2 separate regions of the Ovis aries genome follow, and region 2 is linked to region 1. The links are chromatin contacts, called in public Hi-C maps. All regions are on one chromosome and are shown on one strand. Each heading gives the region's core, a stretch centred on a gene start, on an enhancer-like site or on the middle of the called end of the contact. The rest is flanking DNA. Distances are from core to core; before and after follow the strand shown.

Region 1 (3,659 bases), core at 467-2,966:
TCTTGCATTTCCATGATAGAGTGTTCTCTACTTGATAAAATACATATTGAGCATATGTCTTATACTCCGTTACTATGGTGGATAGTTCAGTGAGAACTGGGTCTCCATTTAAACAAATGTGGGCCCTGAATTCGCAAAGCGTGTGATAGTTCTATGATTTAGTTAAATAATAAAGCATTTGGACTCTGAATAGTTGAATGTATTCCTCCACAGAAGCAAGAGAATTGGCTGTCAGATTTTGGACTAGGGTCTACCAGGGCTGATCAACATGGGTCTTCCACTGTTACAGCATTCCTGACTATGATTAACTTGTAGTTTCTGATGAGAATTATTTACTTGTTCACAATGGTCATTTAAACATTACCTAGGGATTCCCAAGTGGTACTAGTGGTAAAGAATCAGCCTGCCAGTGCAGGAGACTCAAGAGACACGGGTTCAATCCCTGGATTGGGAAGATCCCCTAGAGAAGGAAGTGGCAACCCACTCCAGTACTCTTGCCTGGAGAATCCCATGGACAGAGGAACCTGGCCAGCTACAGTCCATGGGGTTTCAGAGTCAGATGTGACTGAACACAAGACTGGAAATATTACCTTACTCATATTTGTTTAAAAGCAATGCCATTGTTCATACTTGAACATTTTTTGGCATGTAAAAGATAGATAACATTTACTGTTTTAAAATAGTTTTAAAGTATATAGTTCAGTGGCATTAAGTACGTTCATAATATTGTGCAACCATTACCACCATCCATTTCCAGAACTTTTTATCATTCCAAACAGAAACTCTGTACCCATTACATGGCATAGCTCTGGCATTAAAAAAAAAAATCTTAAAAAATATAGCTACAGGACTTCCCTCGTGATCTGGTAATTAAGACTCCACGGTTCCACTATTGGCGGCATGGCTTCAGTCCCTGGTGAGGAAACCAAGATCCCACATACCTCGAAGACTGGCAAAATAAAAAATAAATAGATGATAGCTCCCCTCTCTCTCTACCCACCCCAGGCCCTGGTAAAGCTCGGTTATATTTTCTGTCTCTATGAATTTACCTACTCTGGGTACTTGTCCTTTTGGGACTGGTTTACTTCACTTGGCATAATACCTACACGCTTCATCTATGTTGAAGATTGTGTCAACATTTCCTTCCTTGTTAAGGCTTTTCGTTGTGTATATAGACCACATTTTGTTTTTATACCACATTGTATCCTGCATTTGGTGTATCCGTTTATCTGTTGATGGATTTCTTCATATTTTTATTGCTTTTTTTTGGAGGAGAGAAGGGGAAAATGACCAGTAGAGCTTAGTAAAGTCAAAGATACTCAAGATTCTTTCCTTGAAAGAAGTGGTTCTCAACAGAGAAGTTTGAGACCCACGAGACACTGCTGTCCCTTGAATACACATGATGTTAGGTGTTACCCATCTCAGAAGAGCCGTCATCATATTTCTTTTTAGTCCCCTTGCTAAAGCTCCCAGAGATTTTTTTCAGTTTTATTCCCTGGACTTCTTTGGTGGTTTCACAGCCACACACAAGATATCAGCCCACTTAAGCTTCTTGGGAAAGATTCTAGTGTCTTAGTTTGTAGTGGGTTTTGTGGTTGATAACGGGTGTCACAGCTCAGAATTTCCAGTCACCCCGGGCCCTGGACAGAAGGGTGTTACCAGGTAGCAAGCGGCAGGGACCCAGGACCAGGGCAGTTCATGGGCTGGGCAGAACTGGGTTTGTGTTTGCTGTGGCTGCTGTTTCCTACCAGGCTTGGCTTTCTGATGATGTCAGCAGAGAACCAAAGTCCAGCTTTGCTGTGTGACTGGACTTGTTCGCTGTGTGACTGTGGGCTTGTGCAGAGATAGTATAGGTTGGGCTCTACTCAGAAAGGAAACAACCCCAGGAAGACAGTTTGGAGTTCCCAGTGACATCATGGACATCCCCATCACCCATGGAGTGAGAGTGAAAGTCACTTAGTCGTGTCCAACTCTTTGTGACCCCGTGGACTATACAGTCCATGGAATTCTCCAGGCCAGAATACTGGAGTGGGTAGCCTTTCTCTTCTCCAGGGATCTTCCCAACCCAGGGATCAAACCCAGGTCTCCCATGTTGTGGGCGGATTCTTTACCAGCTGAACCACAAGGAAAGCCCCTCACCCATGGAGGGCAGGCCCCAAATTGGTCCTTCTTTTTTTTAAATTGGAGGATAATTGCTTTACAATGTTGTGTTGGTTTCTGTTATACAACAGTGTGAATCAGCCTTAAGTATACATATTATCCTCTCCCTCTTGAGCCTTGTGTTATATAGCAACTTCCTACTAGCTATCTATTTTACGCATGGTAAGTATATATATTTACCATGTGTATGGGCTTCCCAGGTGGCACTCGTGGTAAAGAACCTGCCTGCCAGTGCAGAAGACATGAAAGACATGGGTTCGATCCCTGGGTCAGGAAGATCCCCAGGAGTAGGACATGGCAACCCACTCCAGTATTCTTGCCTGGAGAATCCCATGGACGGAGGAGCCTGGCGGTCTATAGTCTAGTCTATAGGGTCGCAAAGAGTAGGACGCAACTAAAGTGATTTAGCCTGCATGCACCATGTGTATATGTTTCAGTGCTACTCTCTCAATTCATCCCACCCTCTCCAAATTGGTCTTTAATAGCCTATGCCATTGAGAGTTCATTTAAACTGTCCTTGTAGCCGGGAGTACAGGAGAATCCTAGATTCCCTCTCAAACAAGTCACAGAAACTAGCACCACGCTTCTTCCATTGCAGAGAGCCATGACTGCTGTGTGGGTCAGCCTCTGGCCATGTCATGTAGTGACTCCACCAACTGACCCGATGGAATCGTTCTTCTCCCAGGACGTTTGCCCAGCACCCAGTTGTTATCACCGGGTGCTGGATGATACCCTGGGAGGCTCTATCTTGGGAAAGATAGCACTGGTTTTCAGTCACAAGCTTCTCATTCTACAGTGGCTTCTGCTGTTGTCAGACCTTTGCAGAACATTGCAGTGAGTTTTCTAGCAGATGTTGGAAGGCCTGAGTGCAAGCTTTCTGTATTTACAAAATGTGATCCTGAATGAACATTGTGACCTGTTTCAGCTGACAACATCGTAGCACAGCGAGACTATGTCCTTCTGTTAGATTCTAGAACCACTGCTGAGGACAGACTAAGTTGTAAATTCACTGGAGACTGTATTTTATTTAAAAATTATTTATTTATTTTGGCTGTACCTTGGGGCATCCAGAATCTGAGTTCCCTGACCAGGGATTGAACCCATGTCCTCTGTGATGGGAGTGCGCTTTCTTAACCACTGGACCATCAGGGAAGTCTCTCACTGGAGACTTTAGATGTCATCTCCTGGCTCCTGTGTTACTAGGCTGTATATTTAAATAAAAATATTTTGAGAGTAACCTTTAGCTTACTTGTCACTTTTTGTCCACAATATATATGAGAAAAAAGTTTGACTCTCAAGCTTTTCAGTTAAGAGAAATTCTACGTTAGGAAAACAACAACGTGTGTCATAATATCTTTGTGACCAGAGATTTCTAATAGATGAAGAAGCCCCCACCCCTTAATTGTGCACTGAGAGTCTTTGCTGGAGAACCTTAACAAATATCTTTGATAAAACCTGCAAATTAACTCAGCCCTGTCCATAAAGAAATGAACAATGAG
Region 2 (4,029 bases), core at 1,020-3,519, 490 kb after region 1:
AAGGGTTCTGGCTGATGAAATCAATAGATGTGCACGATGCACTTCTAATATCAAGTGCAAATGATAATGCTGACTTTTATAGAATCCTTGGTGAAGATTACGAGAACAACAACTAAATCTATATCTTCAGGCTTGATACGTTGAGCGTGGAAGTGTTAGTCACTCAGTAGTGTCTGACTCTTTTTGATCCCATGGATGGTAGCCTGCCAGGATCCTCTGTCCATGGGATTCTCCAGGCAAGAATACTGCAGAGGGTTGCCATTTCCTTCTCCAAGGGATCTTCCTGACCCAGGGACTGAACCTGCATCTCCTGTGTCTCCATGATTTACTGCTGAACCACCTGGGAAGCCAATTAATTCAAAATATATTCAAGAGTAACTGACTACATGCTAGGTACATTTTGAGATCTGAAGTTAAGAGGGAGCTTGCTATTTCAGAATGGTTCAATAAGATCAGAATACTGGGTTTCCATAAGGTATCAGAACGAAATGAGGCTCAAGAGGCTGAAGGTCAAATAACAAAGGAGTCTTGGTGCCACATGAAGGATTTTTAACATTGATCTTTTAAAGAGAAAGAATAAGAACTTCATTCAGTAAGGAATTAGGATTGGAGAGGGCTTCCTTAGTAGCTCAGAGTGTAAAGAATCTCCCTGCAATGCAGGTTTAATCTGGGTTTAATCCCTAGGACGGGAAGATCCCCTAGAAGAAGTCATGGCAATCCACTTCAGTATTCTTGCCTAGGAAATCCCGTGGACAGAGGAGCCTGGTGAGCTACAGTCCATAGGGTCGCAAAGAGTCGGACACGACAGAACATGCACACATGCATAATTAATCAGCTAATTAATTAAGCAATAATAGTGTCTGGCCCATAGCAGGTACTCACTATATAGAAAGTATTATTTTTCATTTTGTCGGTAAACTGCCAACCCTACTTTTACATTCATCTCAGTCCAACCAAAGGCCAGAATTTTTTTTTTTTTTTAACCCTTCCCTTTTTGGCCGAACCTGGAGGCATGTGGGATCTTTGTTCTCCGACCAGGTATCACACCCACATCCCCTGCATTGCAGAATTGTAACTACTGGATTGCCAGGGAAATCCCAGAATCCTCTGTTCTGAAACACATATTCTCAAAGGTTGAGGTCATCCTGGGTAGGGAGGGAGTTGGAGGCTGAGATTGCATAATCTATGGTTAGCGGTCATAACTGGCCATGGGCATAGACTCAAGGGAGATTCAAGTCACCTTGAGGTGCCTCAGTGTCGTCGTAATCTCTTTTCTATCTCTGGAAACAGAACAGTTGTCCCCTAAGAAGGGGAGACAGCTACTCTGTCTTCTTCCCTTAGGATATTGTTGCTGTTCAGTCACTCAATCATGTCCAGCTTTTTGGTACCCCAAGGACTGCAGCACACCAGCCTCCTCTGTCCTTCACCATCTCCTGGAGTTTGCTCAAACTCATGTCCATTGAGTCGATGATGCCATCCAACCATTTCAACCTCTTTTGTCCTCTTCTCCTCCTGCCTTCAATCTTTCCTAGCATCAAGGTCTTTTCCAATGAGTTGGCTCTTTTTATGGAGTGGTCAAATTATTTGAGCTTCAGCTTCAGCATCTGTCTTTCAAATGAATATTTTCAGGGTTGATTTCCTTTAGGATTGACTTGTTTGACCTCCTTGTAGTCCAAGGGACTCTCAAGAGTCTTCTCCAGCACCACAGTTCAAAATTATCAATTCTTTAGCACTCAGCTGTCTTTATGGTTCAACTCTCATATGCCTACTCACATCCAACTCTCACATCCTCAGGATAGAGAGACTCATTTATTAGGCAGGTTAACTGTTTTGTTGGTAGGCAGAGTATCTAGCTCTGGGGTTGAGGGAAGGAGATGTGCCTTTTGATGGAGAAAAAGGTCAGACACATGCTGGCATGGCCTTCTTAGCAGAGGGCAAGGTCAGCTGGTAAAGAATCTGCCTGCAATGTGGGAGACCCGGGTTCGATCCCTGGGTTGGGAAGATCCCCTGGAGGAGGAAACGGCTACCCACTCCAGTATTCTGGCCTGGAGAATTCCATGGACTACAGTCTATGGGGTCGAAAAGAGCTGGACACGACTGAGTGACTTTCACTTTCACTTTCAAGGGAAATATAATCAGAGAAGGGTGAGCTGAGGGAAGTCAAGTGGGGTGTGGGCAGCTGTGTTGGAGAGGCCAGCCCAGGGAGGTGTAGTCTCAGCACTGAGAGGAGGGTGTGAGACGCACGCTAGGCTGGCAGTGGACTGGGCTGAGGAGGTGTGGGGGAGGGAATCACCGTGATGACTGTGAAAGAGCCCTGAATGACAAGTCATGTGTTCCTGGCCTGGATCGACCTTGAATTACTAATTGTGTTCCTTTGTCTGGTCACATGTTTCCCTGAGCTTTGTCCAGGGCACACTGGGGAAATGACTGTATTAAATCTGATTCATTTCAGTAAAGTGTAATATGATTTTAAAGCTGTAACATACAACTGTATAGGTAGCACTTATAAATTAAAAGTATAGTTATTGAGTTTTCCAGAATTCATTCTTGTGGGACTTTATCTCACAACTTTGTCATTAGGAAGCACAAATATGCTCTGAAATAAATCCATTTGTCATTTAAAAAGTCATTAAAAAGTTAATATCAAAGAAACTAGATCATTTTATCATGTTTAATTTCCACTTTTTATAAAGAAATGCACAGATAGCTTTACATTTTTTATTATCTTGTCAAACAGTTTCTAAAAGAATTCTGTATATAAAACATTTTAGTTTTAGGACCTAAATATAATTATTTTGGGGATCAAGTCTAAACTACTTTTAAACAGAAACTTTTAAGAAGTCTTTTAAAAAGATGATACCAAAAATTAAATCTCATTGATTATTATTTCCTACAAGATTGGATTTTTTAATGCAGAGATGAAGGTAAGTGTGATAAAATGAGCAAATTTTTCTTAGAAAGAAAAAGTCGCAAGAACCTCCCCCTGTAAAACAGGGGCCTCCCTTTCACAATTAAATCTATTTTAAAATAATTCTAATTGGCAAAGTACCGAGTTTAAATCCCTGCAAGATCTGATTACAGCAAGTTCTTGGACAAATGCTTATCTCTAATTAATAGTATTTTCATCTATGCTAACTATGTGGTTGTATGACACAGCCTTGCAAATTGTATCATACCCCAAAACCGAACTGATTAAGCACAATGATTTCCCCAATGAATTTGGGGTTAGTCCCAAAGAAAGAATCCAGAGTTTACTGATGTTATTTGGGAAAATGTTTTTTACGGTCAGTCCAGGAACATGTCATCGGATTTCTTATACAGATTTTGTTCCTGAGAGATGGAAAACAATCCCTTTCTGTGATTAGCCTTCGGCTCTAAAAGATCTTGCAATTCTGCGTCTGCTCACGGACAGAATAAAAGAGGGTGAGGTGTCAGAGTCTCTGCAGTCATTCTGATCACCTTTGCTCCTCTAGGACGGAAACAGACGGAGCTAAGTTTACATTTTATGTTGGTTTGTTTTCCCTCCCTAAGTTTTGGTTTTACTGGAACAGGTCATTTTACGTCCTCTGCAACGAAAGATGAATTCCCACTCATATAGGACTGCTGGCCGACCTCACAGGGCCTCTGTTGACGGAGCTCTGCAGGTACATGGCAATCCCTGGCTGTTCCAGCCAGGCCCGTGTTTGCATCCGCAGCACTTTGCATCATAAACCATGGCTGAAGAGGATCTCACTGAAGCAATCCCATCCTGTTTGTCATCTTTCACCGCTTCCCTCAGCTAATTAGAGCCCAAGGAGAAGAATGCTAAGAACCTGGCTTCTTTCCCACTTCAGAACCCAGTGCCTGCACTCCTAACCCCAGTCTCTGCTTCCCCATACCAGTCTGCTTTAACTAGTAGTAAATGAAAAACACTCCTCTGTTATGACCTGACTTTTATCCCCACCCCAAGACCTCAAATTCCTGGGTATTCAAATAAGATGGGATTTAAAGTCATAAAAAAAAATAAGTTAAGAGCCAAGTCATGCAAAA

What was found. A called contact is a pair of places that touch in the nucleus more often than the background predicts.
Region 2: a contact with region 1 is called in a Hi-C map of liver, with 6 times the contacts expected there. The contact joins two enhancer-like sites. A contact is called at or near these places in 5 of 16 Hi-C or Micro-C datasets (blood, liver, mixed tissues and 1 more).

Annotation. Positions count from the first base shown.
Region 1 is chr23:33,622,170-33,625,828 of ARS-UI_Ramb_v3.0, forward strand. The region is part of intron 3 of TMEM241 (transmembrane protein 241); the gene reads left to right. Among named protein-coding and RNA genes, the nearest start is that of TMEM241, 12 kb to the left of the region's middle. Within about 2 kb of position 1,717, at least 8 of the 54 cell types and tissues checked have an H3K27ac peak or open chromatin away from gene starts, as enhancers often do. A contact at or near this core is called in liver, where this site is marked.
Region 2 is chr23:34,114,917-34,118,945 of ARS-UI_Ramb_v3.0, forward strand. No RefSeq gene overlaps it. Among named protein-coding and RNA genes, the nearest start is that of RBBP8, 95 kb to the left of the region's middle. Within about 2 kb of position 2,270, at least 10 of the 54 cell types and tissues checked have an H3K27ac peak or open chromatin away from gene starts, as enhancers often do. A contact at or near this core is called in liver, where this site is marked.